Linked DNA regions of Macaca mulatta: region 2 is linked to region 1. A link is a contact called in public Hi-C data. All regions are on one chromosome and are shown on one strand. The core of a region is the stretch at or near the end of the contact, and the rest is flanking DNA. Distances in the headings are between cores, read along the strand shown. Region 1 overlaps SDK2 (sidekick cell adhesion molecule 2). Region 2 holds the start of LOC144335915.

Region 1 (6,106 bases), core at 1,748-4,247:
CAAAATCCAGCTGGGCGTGGTGGCTCATGCCTGTAATCCTAGCACATTGGGAGGCTGAGCTAATTTTCTTTTGTATTTTTAGTAGAGACGGGGTTTCACCATGTTGGCCAGGATGGTCTCGATCTCCTGACCTCGTGATCCACCCACCTCGGCCTCCCAAAGTGCTGGGATTACAGGTGTGAGCCATGGCGCCTGGCCAGAAGTGTTTTTTTTTCTAGAACTGTTTTGGAGGTTTTCATGCTGGAAACCTGCACCTGCCCAGGCCCTTACCCCTGCACCTGCTCAGGTCGTCACCCCTGCACCTGGTTCTGCTCTGAGGACGCGTCACTCAGGGTTCAGCGGCACCACTTCAGTCTGATGTGGTTGTTGAGATCCTTTCTATTAGGTTGGTGCAAAAGTAATTGCAGTTTTGACCATTCCTTTCAAAGGCAAAAACCGCAGTTACGTTTGCACCCACCTAATAGTCTGCTTAGGGAACTCTGCTGTGTTTTGCAGATAGAACAGGGTTTTTAATCCTGGTGACACATTAGAATCACCTGGGGAGCTTTTTTAAACTTGCTGAGGTCTGGGTCCCATTCCATCCCCAAGACCTACCTCAAGACGGAGGGCAGAAGGGATGCCCCCGTTCCCCCAGTCCAAGGAAGACAGACTGGGGTTGGAGCTGCTGGGGTGGCCTTGGGCATAGACGTTGCCAATTTTGGGGGGGGACAAAGGGATGATTCTGCTCCCCACCCCCCATCTTGAAAAGATGGTCCTAGATGATTAATTCAATTTAAGGTGAGGACCCCCCTTCAGTAACCTGGAACAGGGATTTCTGTCCTGTAGGTCACTGGAAGGGCCTAGGGTGGGTCTGCAGGTTACTTGGCAAGAGGCCCCCGAATCCCATTATGCATCAGTAATTGTCTAGAAAATGAATACAATGTATGTCTTTCTCAAATATAAGTTGACACTTTTATAAATAAGTCATCTTTATAAAGATGACATTTTTATAAATAAAATCTGATTTAAAGTGTACTGAATTTCAGAATTTCCCTATTAATGAATGCTAAAAGTATAGCTACTACATAATGAATGGGCCCGAGATGCACAGCAGTATTCTATGTGGGTTCTCTCCCAGGACCTTTTTTACAGTTGGTATGTTAATTTTTTAAGAAAAGTCTATTAAACCCAGAAATAAGCATATTCTGGAATCTCTGTCAACAATCTTCTAACTATTAATACATCTACGTAAATTTTTGCATTTGTGCTAGTGTCACGTGATGACTGTCTTAAGTGGTCAACACTTAATGAGGTGTTTCTCAAACTGGGGCCGCCGATATGTTCTCTGAGAATCGGCGTTGGCCAAAGGCCCCGAGCCCCTTGTATCAACCTGGGCTCCCGGAGTCTCTTTTGGTGTGGCTGTACAGACTGTCATAGGCCCAGAGACCACCAGATGGCGCCCCAGGACGCAGCTGCCTCCGGCATGAGGAGGAGGAGGCCATTTCTCCTAGTGCAGGAGCTCCGGCCCCTTCCAGCCTCGATGCCAGTTGCTTTGACAGTGATATTGCTCATAAAATAGAGAAGCAACACGCAAGGAATATTTATTTCTAAGGAAGCAGTTGCATTTCCCTCAGCATTCTGGAGCTCAAGGAAGAGAAGGCAGGGACGATTTCCTCCTGGTTTGAGCTTCCAAAGCCTTGGGGGTGGGGGTAGGGTTTGGTTCGGGTGCTTGGGAGAGGTCCCAGCTTTTATACCTTTCTTGGCTGCCTCCTCCCAGCCCTTTTAGTGGCTTCCACAGCGGGACTGAGTTACCTGGAGGTCAAGTCCTTTGCCAAGGTCCCGGCTTGGCCGTGGCAGATGGTGGGGTGACCTCGGTTTGGATGTCAGTTTCCCTCATGTTGTTCTCTTGCAGGTTCCCCCCAGGGGTCATCTTCTGCCCCACCCCTATAGCTGATCCCATATCCACCTGCCCAGACCCCTCTGCTGCCCATTCAGAGGCCAGAGGGCCAAAGACTTGGGGTAGGCTGGGGGACACTAGCGGTGGTGTCCAGGGCCAGAGACAGCAACTCCCTGCCATCCATGCTCACCAACCCACAAGCCTCTTCCTTTCCCTTCCCTCACCCCCTCTCCCATTCCTCTTACTTCATCTTTCTGCACCCCTTCCTCTTTACCTCCCGCCTTGGAAACTGGCTTAACTCAATTCAGGGTAGCTCAGCTCCCAGGTATTTATTTCATATCCCCTACCTCTCAGCCCTGCACTCAGCTCTGGAAATGCCACTGCCCAGGAGAAGGCATGGCTGTGCAGCTCTTACCTCCCTGGTGTGGACACTCGCCCAGCTACAAGCTATTGCCAGAGGCTCCCCCTCCCCTCTTGCCTGGAGTCAACAGCAGAGCCAGTACCTGACCGTCACTCGGGGGTCGTGGCTCACTCCGCACACCATGGAGGCCTGGGTGCCCTTGATGACACTCTGGTCCTGCGGGGGCTTGGTGATGCGGGTCCGAGCTGAAAGACACAGCAGACACAGCGTGGTGAGAAGGGGTGTGGGGGCCGTGTGGCTGGACTCCGGGTGGATGAAGGGAGACTAGGTGCCATACGGAAGTCCCCAGATGGTTAAAAAGAACAGTGAGCTCCCTGGTACTTTAATTCTCGGAAGCCACATCATAGTGGGGGCTCATTAAATTCTGCCCTCACAAACCATGTATGGGATGGAGAGATCAAACTCTAAGGACGATCAGGGCCCTATTTTCAGCATATCAGTGGTCCAGCCAGAGTAAAAATAGGGATTTCTGATTTCCAGTCTAGTGCTTCACACACTAGGACCCCGGGGCTCAGCCCAGACAAGTGGCCCACAGGCATCCTGGGTGTGGATCCGAAGTTGGAAGTGGCCTGAGAAGCTCTCTTACAGCAGGGGTCCGCTAACTACAGGCTGGGGGCCAAATCCGGCAGGTGGCCTTTTGGCTAAATACACCCTTACTGGAACACAGCCACGCCCATTGGATGACGTATTGTCTGTGGCTGCTTTCTAGATAAAACGGAAGCTAGTTGAGTTGTTGTGACAGAGACCGTCTGGCCCACAAAGCTTACAATATTTATGATCTGGCCCTTTCTTGAAAAAATTTGCCAATTTCTGCCCTAAAATGTATGAAGACAACTCTCCTATAACCTCAGTGTTCTCTCAAGTCGGCCAAGCATAGCATCACTGGCAGAAGCTTTCTAGTCCCTGGCCTCTGAATCACTTTGTCACTGTCCCTCTGATGAGAAGGGCCCTGACTGGGACAGGCACTGGGGGTGGAGACACTGGTGGTGTGAGCCTGTGCCCCACAGCTGTCCTGAGTCCTCAGCACCTACAGAGATGCACACACACACACACCAATGTTTAAAGCCCTGTGGCTCTGCACACTCACCCCAAACGACTAGGTCTGCTGAGGCCTCGTCGACCCCCCGAGAGTTGGTGGCCAGGCAGGTGTAGGTCCCGGCATCGGAGATATGTGTGGGGCTGATGAGAAGGCTGCCCGACTCCAGGGGCGTAAATCGAGGCAGCTGCACGGAGCCACTGGCCAAGATGCGCTCCCCTGAGGGCAAAACAGGGTGGGGGTCAGCCTATAGCCCCCGAGGGCACACCCTGCCCCTCTCCTGCTGTTCCAGAGCAGTGTGGTCTCCTTGCAGGTCCCTGGCTCTGGAAATGCTGGAAGGAATGAGGACAGATGGCGGTGGGGCTGGGGTAGGGGCTGAGAGACCTGGAGAGCTTTCTGGCTTAGGGACAGACATGAGGGCACAGGGTCTCAGAGCAGGCAGCCTAGAGCCCAGGTCCCCTGATGCTCCTGTGCCCGCCACACCACATGCCCTTCACCAGAGAAGGGGGCACAGTTTCCTGATGACGGTGAGCAGCAGCCCAGCACAGCCCTCAGAGGCAGCTGGCACCTGGGTAGGGGGGCTGGGAGGGGGGACAGCTCTGACAAGGTGACGACGGGCGTCCTGCGGCAGGATGCTTCTGGAGAGAGTCACCTTCAAGGGAGTGAAGGGAAGTGACGGGAGCTGCCTGGAGTGGGGGTGGGGTAGAGAGGGACACGGTGTCCCCCAGCAGCAGCTCTGGTCAGGACAGACCTCCTTCTGCAGGGGGACTGAGGGAGCCTGGGGTCCAGCCTGGGAGAGTCCTGGCCAGAGAAAGAGGGGCAGGAAGAGAGAGTGCAAGTACACCTGCAGGAGTGAGCCTGGGAATGCAGGTCTTTGTGACTATGTCTATTTTAAAGAAACGCCCCTCTCTGTATGGAGGGGAATCTCCATGCGTGCAGCCGGGGGTCGTGTGTCCGTTTGTATCTGCGTGCAGGCACAGTGAACTGAGCGTGCTGGGTGGGTGTGCTTATTTCCATGTGTAAGCACGTGCCTAGCTGTGCCCCTATTTTCCCCATAAATGTTTATTGAGTGCCTACCATGTGCCAGACTCTGTTCTAGGTCCTGGGAGATGGCAGTGGACAAAACCGACACCCCTGACTTTGCGGGGAGACGGGCCATGAGCGAGGTGAATAAGCCGATGATCGAGTGTGTGAGAAGGAGGGGAGTGAAGGAGGCAGGGCTGGAGGGGAGGGCTGGGGGCTGGGGCAGGGTGAGTCCTTGGAGGAGGCACCTCTGAGCTGGGGCTTGCTGGTGTGAAGGAGCAACTGTGTTTGTACGTGTGTGTGCACATGTGTATGTACGTGTATGCATGTGTGTGTGCATGTGTGTGTGCATGGGGAGAGTTGTGAAGGTGAGTGTGCATGCACAGAGACGAAGAGGAAGTACACAGGGCAGATGGACTTAACGGAGGTGGCTTGGGCTCTGCTGGCCCCGCCGTCTGGAGCCCTCTGAGCTGCCCGGGGTAGGAGACTGGCAGCAGCCACCACCAGAATAATATTCATCATCAAGCACCTGTTGTTTCCTGGGCTTCCCAGCCTCCCAGGCACAATGTGAGCCCCTCACGTGTACGCTATAGTCTAGTCTTCACATTACCCTGGGGTATATATATAGTACTGTCACCAGTTTACAGATGGGGAACCTGAGGCTCAGAGTGAGTAGCTCACCAAGCTGGCAGGTCTTGGAAGATGAAGAGCTGGACCTTGAGCCTGGCAAGGCTGGGATGTGAGGGATGCTCTTTTTTGTTTTTTTTTTTTTTTTTTGAGATGGAGTCTTGCTCTCTCTCCCAAGCTGGAGTGCAATGGCACAATCTCGGCTCACTGCAACCTCTGCCTCCTGGGTTCAAGCGATTCTCCTATCTCAGCCCCGCTGAGTAGCTGGGATTACAGGCACCTGCCACCATGCCCGGCTAATTTTGGTATTTTTAGTAGAGATGAGGTTTCACCACTTTGGGCCAGGCTGGTCTTGAATTCCTGACCTCAGGGTGAGCTGCCCACCTCGGCCTCCCAAGGTGCTGGGTTTACAGGCATGAGCCACCACACCTGGCCGAGAGATGCTCTCTTGGGCTGTACAGCGTACGACCTTCACAAGTGTACATGGGGAACCCATCCTGGCAGGCTCCAGAGCCTAGTTCTGGCTGTCACACAGCCACACTCTGAAGGTCTGTCCCATCTACCTTTCTGCCAAGTGATAGCTGGTCGGGGAGCCCCCGAGGTCTCACATGCCAGCACCACTGACATGCCGTCAATCACCGTGCTGTCCAGGGGGCCTCTGGTGATGTTAGGGGCGATGCCTGCAAACAGAGAATTGGGGCCTTTTAGCCACACCCTGGGATTGGCCCCCCAAGTCAGAGGTCCAGGGGCCTCCAAGCCCACCGAGGGCCAGGCCCTCATCCTCTGCCTCCCATGGTCAGGGGCCTCCACTAGGAAGGATGTGGGCATCTTGATGGGGCCCCAGTGTTGGGAGGAAGCCCAGAGGGGCCATGAGGACTCCCCTATGTCACCTGCCCTGTGGAAGGACCCAGGTGACACCAGTCCCTACCCTGCTTGGATTCTCAGGCCTGCATTTGGGGGAAACTGAAGACCCCAGAAGGCAGTTCACATCCTCCCTGACAAGGTTATTGGGGTTCACAAGCCAAAAGTGAAAGGAAGGCTCTGGCTTCTTAAAAGAAAAACAGCCACAGTCAAGAGGGGGACTTGGCCACTTTCTAAGTGGCCCTGCCCCAGGACCTCCATT
Region 2 (6,106 bases), core at 1,658-4,157, 520 kb after region 1:
ATCGCCACATGGTCACAGGGAGCTGCCTCGAAGCCTTCCTGTAATGCTGTCAGTGAGGCCAACTCTACGGATGGAACCCATAGTCCAAGTCGAGTTTGAGGCCGTTTCAGGGGCATCCTCAGCACCTCAGTGGTGCTGGGAGGGAGGTTCTTTGAGATCCGCACACACTGAACTCCTACAGGAGGAGAAGACAGACCCATGTTAGACTGATGGCTGCTCTGAAATGGGGGACTTATTGTGAGATTCCTGTACTAGAGAAAAGAGACTCAGTTATTCCTCGTGGTAAGCAGGCATGGCTTTCAATGGGAAGTCCTGCCTTTGCTATTTCCCAGCTATGTGACCTTGGCCAAGTCAAAAAAATATCCTGGAACCTCATTAGCTGTCACTAACTGTCAAATGGGAAATGAGTGAGATTATGTGCCTGAAAATGTTTTGTAAATTCCAGGGCAGTGGTTCCCAGACTTTGAGATTTCATAGACAAGGGAAGTTTCCAGTAATCTGGAGCTCACATAAGGATTCCAGCTTTCTATTTTGCCACCTAAGGACATTGAAACACAAGCAAGCAACGAAGCAGTGGCTTGCCCATCGTCACTATTCTGTCCTCAAAGGCGGAACACACTTTACGCTAAAAATGGAAGAAGGCCAAAAATCTGAACAAAAGATAGTCTTTGCAGCTTGGGAAAAAAAAAAAAAAAAGTGAACTTAAAGGAAAAATTCACTGACTTGTCCTTGATTTTCTCATGTTGCCAAAGACAAGGGAAGTTTTTCTCTGGGAACATTGTGAAATGATGAAATGAGAGCGCTGGGATGGCGCACCCAGGCAAACAAGAGAAGCTGCCGACCATGGAGGCGGAGACCCAGAGCTTCAGGCTCTCAGGGGCTGAGGGGGTCAAAGCCTCCACCCACCTGACACCCATTTGAAGCATGCTGGTGCACAAAGGAACTGCAGGTGGGAAGCTTTCTGTAGGGTTCTCTGTGGAGGACAGAGTAAAGAGCTTCTCTTCACAGGAGGAGTGAACTGGGAGTCAGGACCTGGTTAGCAGGAACACAACGTCCGTGCGGTCAATCCTGAGCACTGAGCACTGTGCGAAAGGCTTCTTGAAAGTTATAGGAAGGAACTATTATTCGTTTTGCAGCTTGGGAAACTGAGACACACAGAGGTTTCCGTTGCTTCCCCAAATCTCACAGTTAGTCAGTAACAGAGCTGGGGCCCTCATTCAGCCAGCCTGGTTGCAGAGAAAGTGTGTTTAACCACTCACTCCAAAGCATGACCTCCAGAGCCAGGAATGGGCTGCTCTGCTGATGCAAAGAGGCAGATTTCTAGCAGAATCAGCCTGATCCTGATGCTCACAGGCTGGCATGTTGGGTCCAAGGCAGCAAAGCTACTTTTCTGTATGAGTTTCCCACTGTAAAGGGTTGAACAATGACCTCCATAAAGGTGTGTCCAAGTCCCAAATCCCTGGAATCTGTAAAGGGGGCTTTATTGACCTTATTTGGGGAAAGGGCTTTTGCACAGGTAATTAAAGATCTTGAGATGAAGGATGGGTGCAATGGCTCAGGCGTGTAATCCCAACACGTTGGGAGGCCAAGGCGGGTGGATTACTTGAGTCTACAAGTCCAAGACCAGCCTGGGAAACATGGTGAAACCCCATCTCGACAAAGAATACAACAACAAGCTGTGATGGTGTGTGCCTGTGCTCCCAGCTACTTGGGAGGCTGAAGTGGGAGGATCACTTGAACCAGGGAGGCAGAGGCTGCAGTGAGCTGAGATCACACCACTGCACTCCAGCCTGGGCAACAGAGCCAGACCCTGTCTCCAGGGAAAAAAAAAAAAAAAGAAATCTTGAGACAAGATCATCATTAACTCAGGGTAGCCCCTAAATCCACAGAAGGGTGTTCTTATACCAGACAGAAAAGGAACAGACACAGAGACATGGAGGAGAAAGCCACAAAAGGACAGAGGCAGGGACTGGAGGGATGCGAGTCTGGGAGCCCCAAGGACTGTGCAGCCTCCAAGCTGGGAGAGAGCCTTGGAAGGGATCCTTAGAACGCAACTCTGCTGACAACTTGAATTTCGACTCTGGCCTCCCGAATTGTGGAGAAATACATTTCTGTTGTTTTAAGCCACCAGTTTGTGGTAGTTTTTAAAAGCAGTCCCAGGAAACTCACACATCCCCTTTCCTACTTCCTCCGCGCCAGCTTCCAAACCTCTCCCCCAGGAGAGGATCAGAGAATTACGCCCAGCCCTCCAGCAGTGAGCTGCTCCCCCACTCCATTCATCTCCCCGTTCCTCACATTCATCCCCCACCGAACCCACCGACAAAATGCTGAATCGGTGGGTGAGATCCCCATAGCAACGGCTCCGATGCCAGAACCCAGGATTACGACACCGGATCAGCCAGAGACGCGCTGGAGGGGCCCAGAAGGGGCTGCTGCGAAAACGCCGGGCAGAGGGGCGGCAGCGAGCGGGAAATCCCCCGCGGCTTACGGGAGCGGCTCTTCAGGAGACAGCGCTGGACGAATCGGGCGGGGTGGAGGGGGGAATCATCTGCAAGCGCCAACGCAAAACCGCCGCAAGACGTGGCCAGGCCGGGAGGCTCCTGCGTCCGGCCCGCTCTATGGCCCTTGCGCGGGGACAAAGACGAGGCCATCGCCCTCGCGTGTTCCCAAAGACACCTACATCAGGAGGCCGCTCCCTCCGCCGCTTGGGAGGGTCCCACTCGCCCTGGCCCCTGAGGACGTCCCCTCGGGGATGTGCCTGACGGGGCGCTCCTCGCCCTCTGACCTCCAGCCTCCAGCCTCCAGCCTCCTTGCTCTGCCCGCGTGGATGCAGCCCCCGGTTCAGACACTAGCGGGTGCGCGGGACCGCCCAGGGCGGGCAGCGGGGACACGGCCCTCCCTCCCCTCTAGTCCCCCAAAGCCCCCGGACGCCGGACGCCGCTGCCGCGCCCCCTGCTGGCTCCCTCCGGCAGGCTCCCGCGTCCCGCTGGGGCTCCTCTCCCGCAGCAGCAGCGCGGTCAGCGCTTCCCCGCCCCGCGACCTCCACAACTCCCCACCATTCCGGTTCCTGCTGCCGCTGCCCTCTCCACCCAGGCTCCTGTCACCCACCACGGGCGTTCACACCCTCCCGTCCATCGGCCTCCCCCGGCCCGACGGTCCTGGCTCAGGCAAATCTCAGCCTGCATTTCCCCAAGGAAGTCCCCCTCCATGCACACACCCTACACTCACGCACACATTTACACACACACGCCCTCACACACGCACAAATACAGACACCCCCACACTCACACGTACTCACACACACACCCTCACGCGCTCACACATTTATACACAGTCACACGAAGACACATTCATATACACTCTATTACACACATTCACACACACACCCCTCACACATTCTCACACATTTACAGCCTCACACACACATTCCCACATATTCCCACACGCCCATGCCTACACACTCACATTCACACACCCTAACACACACAGTCACAAACACAGAGACACACACACAGAATCACATAAACATACCCACACAGACACACACACAAACACACAGAATCACATATACACACAATCACGTATACAAACAGAGACACACACACAGAATCACATATACACACAGAGACACACAAACAGAATCACATATACACAGAGACACACAGAATCACATATACACACACAGAGACACATACACATACACACACAGAGACACACAGAATCACATATACACACACAGAGACACATACACATACACACACAGAGACACATACACATACACACACAGAGACACACAGAATCACACATACACAGAATCACATATACACACACAGACACACACAATCACATATACACACACAGAGACACACACAGAATCACATATACACACACAGAGACACACAGAATCACACATACACAGAATCACATATACACACACAGACACACACACAATCACATATATACACACACAGAGACAATCACATATACACACTCACATTTACATGACACAAAGACAAACTCACACAGGCACACGCACTCATTCACACAGACATTCACACAGACACACACACACAGAATCACATATACACACAGACACACACAATCACATATACACACACACAATCACATATACACACACACAATCACATATACACACACAGAGACACAGAATCACATATACACACACAGAGGCACACACAATCACATAAACACACACAGACACACAGAATCACATATACACACAATCACGTATACAGAGACACACAGAATCACATATACACACACACAGAGACACACAAACACACAGAATCACATATACACACAATCACGTATACAAACAGAGACACACACACAGAATCACATATACACACAGAGACACACAAACAGAATCACATATACACAGAGACACACAGAATCACATATACACACACAGAGACACATACACATACACACACAGAGACACATACACATACACACACAGAGACACACAGAATCACACATACACAGAATCACATATACACACACAGACACACACAATCACATATACACACACAGAGACACACACAGAATCACATATACACACACAGAGACACACAGAATCACACATACACAGAATCACATATACACACACAGACACACACACAATCACATATATACACACACAGAGACAATCACATATACACACTCACATTTACATGACACAAAGACAAACTCACACAGGCACACGCACTCATTCACACAGACATTCACACAGACACACACACACAGAATCACATATACACACAGACACACACAATCACATATACACACACACAATCACATATACACACACACAATCACATATACACACACAGAGACACAGAATCACATATACACACACAGAGGCACACACAATCACATAAACACACACAGACACACAGAATCACATATACACATACACACAGAGACACAGGCATACATTCTACACACACTGACACAGACTCATCCACACACAGACACCCCGACAGAGGATCACACCACATGCACACTCATTCACACACAACAGACACCAACACACACAGAAACTCATTCACAGACTCACACAGCACACACACAGATCACAAAAACTCAGACACATATATGCACACACATTCACACACTCATGCAAGATACATGCAAATACAGAGACACACGCAGACACACAAACACACATACAGACCACTCACAGATACACACACACCAATGCACACAGGTACACTCATTTGCACACCACACACCCACTTACACACCAATATACGTGCTGGCACACTCATACACAGACCTATAAACACACAGACCCACCCACACTCAGACATACTCATTTGCATACCCACTCAGCAATACACACAGACTCACATTCACATACATGACACAGAGACAAACACAGGCACACACACCCTATTATGCACATTCTCACAACAGACCTGCTTACACACATTCACACACTCACACAGGCACACACACACACACATCTCCTACTGAAGCCCAGGCAGTGTCTACCACCTACCCAGACACTGTGGACAGTGGAGTGGTGAGAGGCGCAGGTGTGTTCAGGTCAGGCAGGAGGGATCTGAGCAGAGGCATCATGAGCCCAAGGGTGCCTTGGTGGCAAGGACATCACCTACTGTTTCTCTGCATCTTCCCCCCGACCCCAAGTGATGCAGCACAGTGCAGGGCATACAGGTTTGTCATAAGTGTTTCTTCAATGAGCAGACAGGAGCTACCCAAGCTTCAATGTAGGTAAGAATGCATAGTGGCCGCCATTTTACATGTTGAACTTGGAGCTTCAAAGCAGCCTTGGATAAAACCACTGGGCCATTCTCCAAAAAAGAAGAATGGGAATGTCAACATCCTTAATTGTCTGCCTGTATTCTATGTACTTCCTGACTCAGAGCCTTGATTGACAAAATCCCCGTTCCAAGAAAATCTCCCTGCATCACTGTAGGCACTGTGTATTTGGCAAGTAGACTTTCGACTTTGGGTTGTGGCATGAATAAATAAATGACTAAATCAGCAAGCAGTTTTCCCTGCACCTTAGCACAGGTCTGGGTACAATGAAGGCATCCGTTAAGATGGGAGGGTGGTGGGT

Evidence for each region. Hi-C and Micro-C count contacts between places; a contact is called where the count stands out from the background.
Region 2: a Hi-C map of fetal cortex germinal zone shows a contact between it and region 1, with 2.7 times the contacts expected there. The contact joins the promoter of LOC144335915 here to the enhancer-like site in region 1. A contact is called at or near these places in 3 of 14 Hi-C or Micro-C datasets (cortical neurons, fetal cortex germinal zone and liver).

What each region holds. Positions count from the first base shown.
Region 1 is chr16:83,088,459-83,094,564 of T2T-MMU8v2.0, forward strand. It overlaps SDK2 (sidekick cell adhesion molecule 2), which reads right to left. Exons shown (of 44, transcript XM_015120233.3): 10 at 5,547-5,663; 11 at 3,385-3,552; 12 at 2,380-2,482. Among named protein-coding and RNA genes, the nearest start is that of CDC42EP4, 130 kb to the left of the region's middle. Within about 2 kb of position 2,998, at least 14 of the 40 cell types and tissues checked have an H3K27ac peak or open chromatin away from gene starts, as enhancers often do. A contact at or near this core is called in fetal cortex germinal zone, where this site is marked.
Region 2 is chr16:83,605,328-83,611,433 of T2T-MMU8v2.0, forward strand. LOC144335915 reads right to left here and starts at 2,908. Exons shown (of 4, transcript XR_013407179.1): 1 at 2,318-2,908; 2 at 1-175.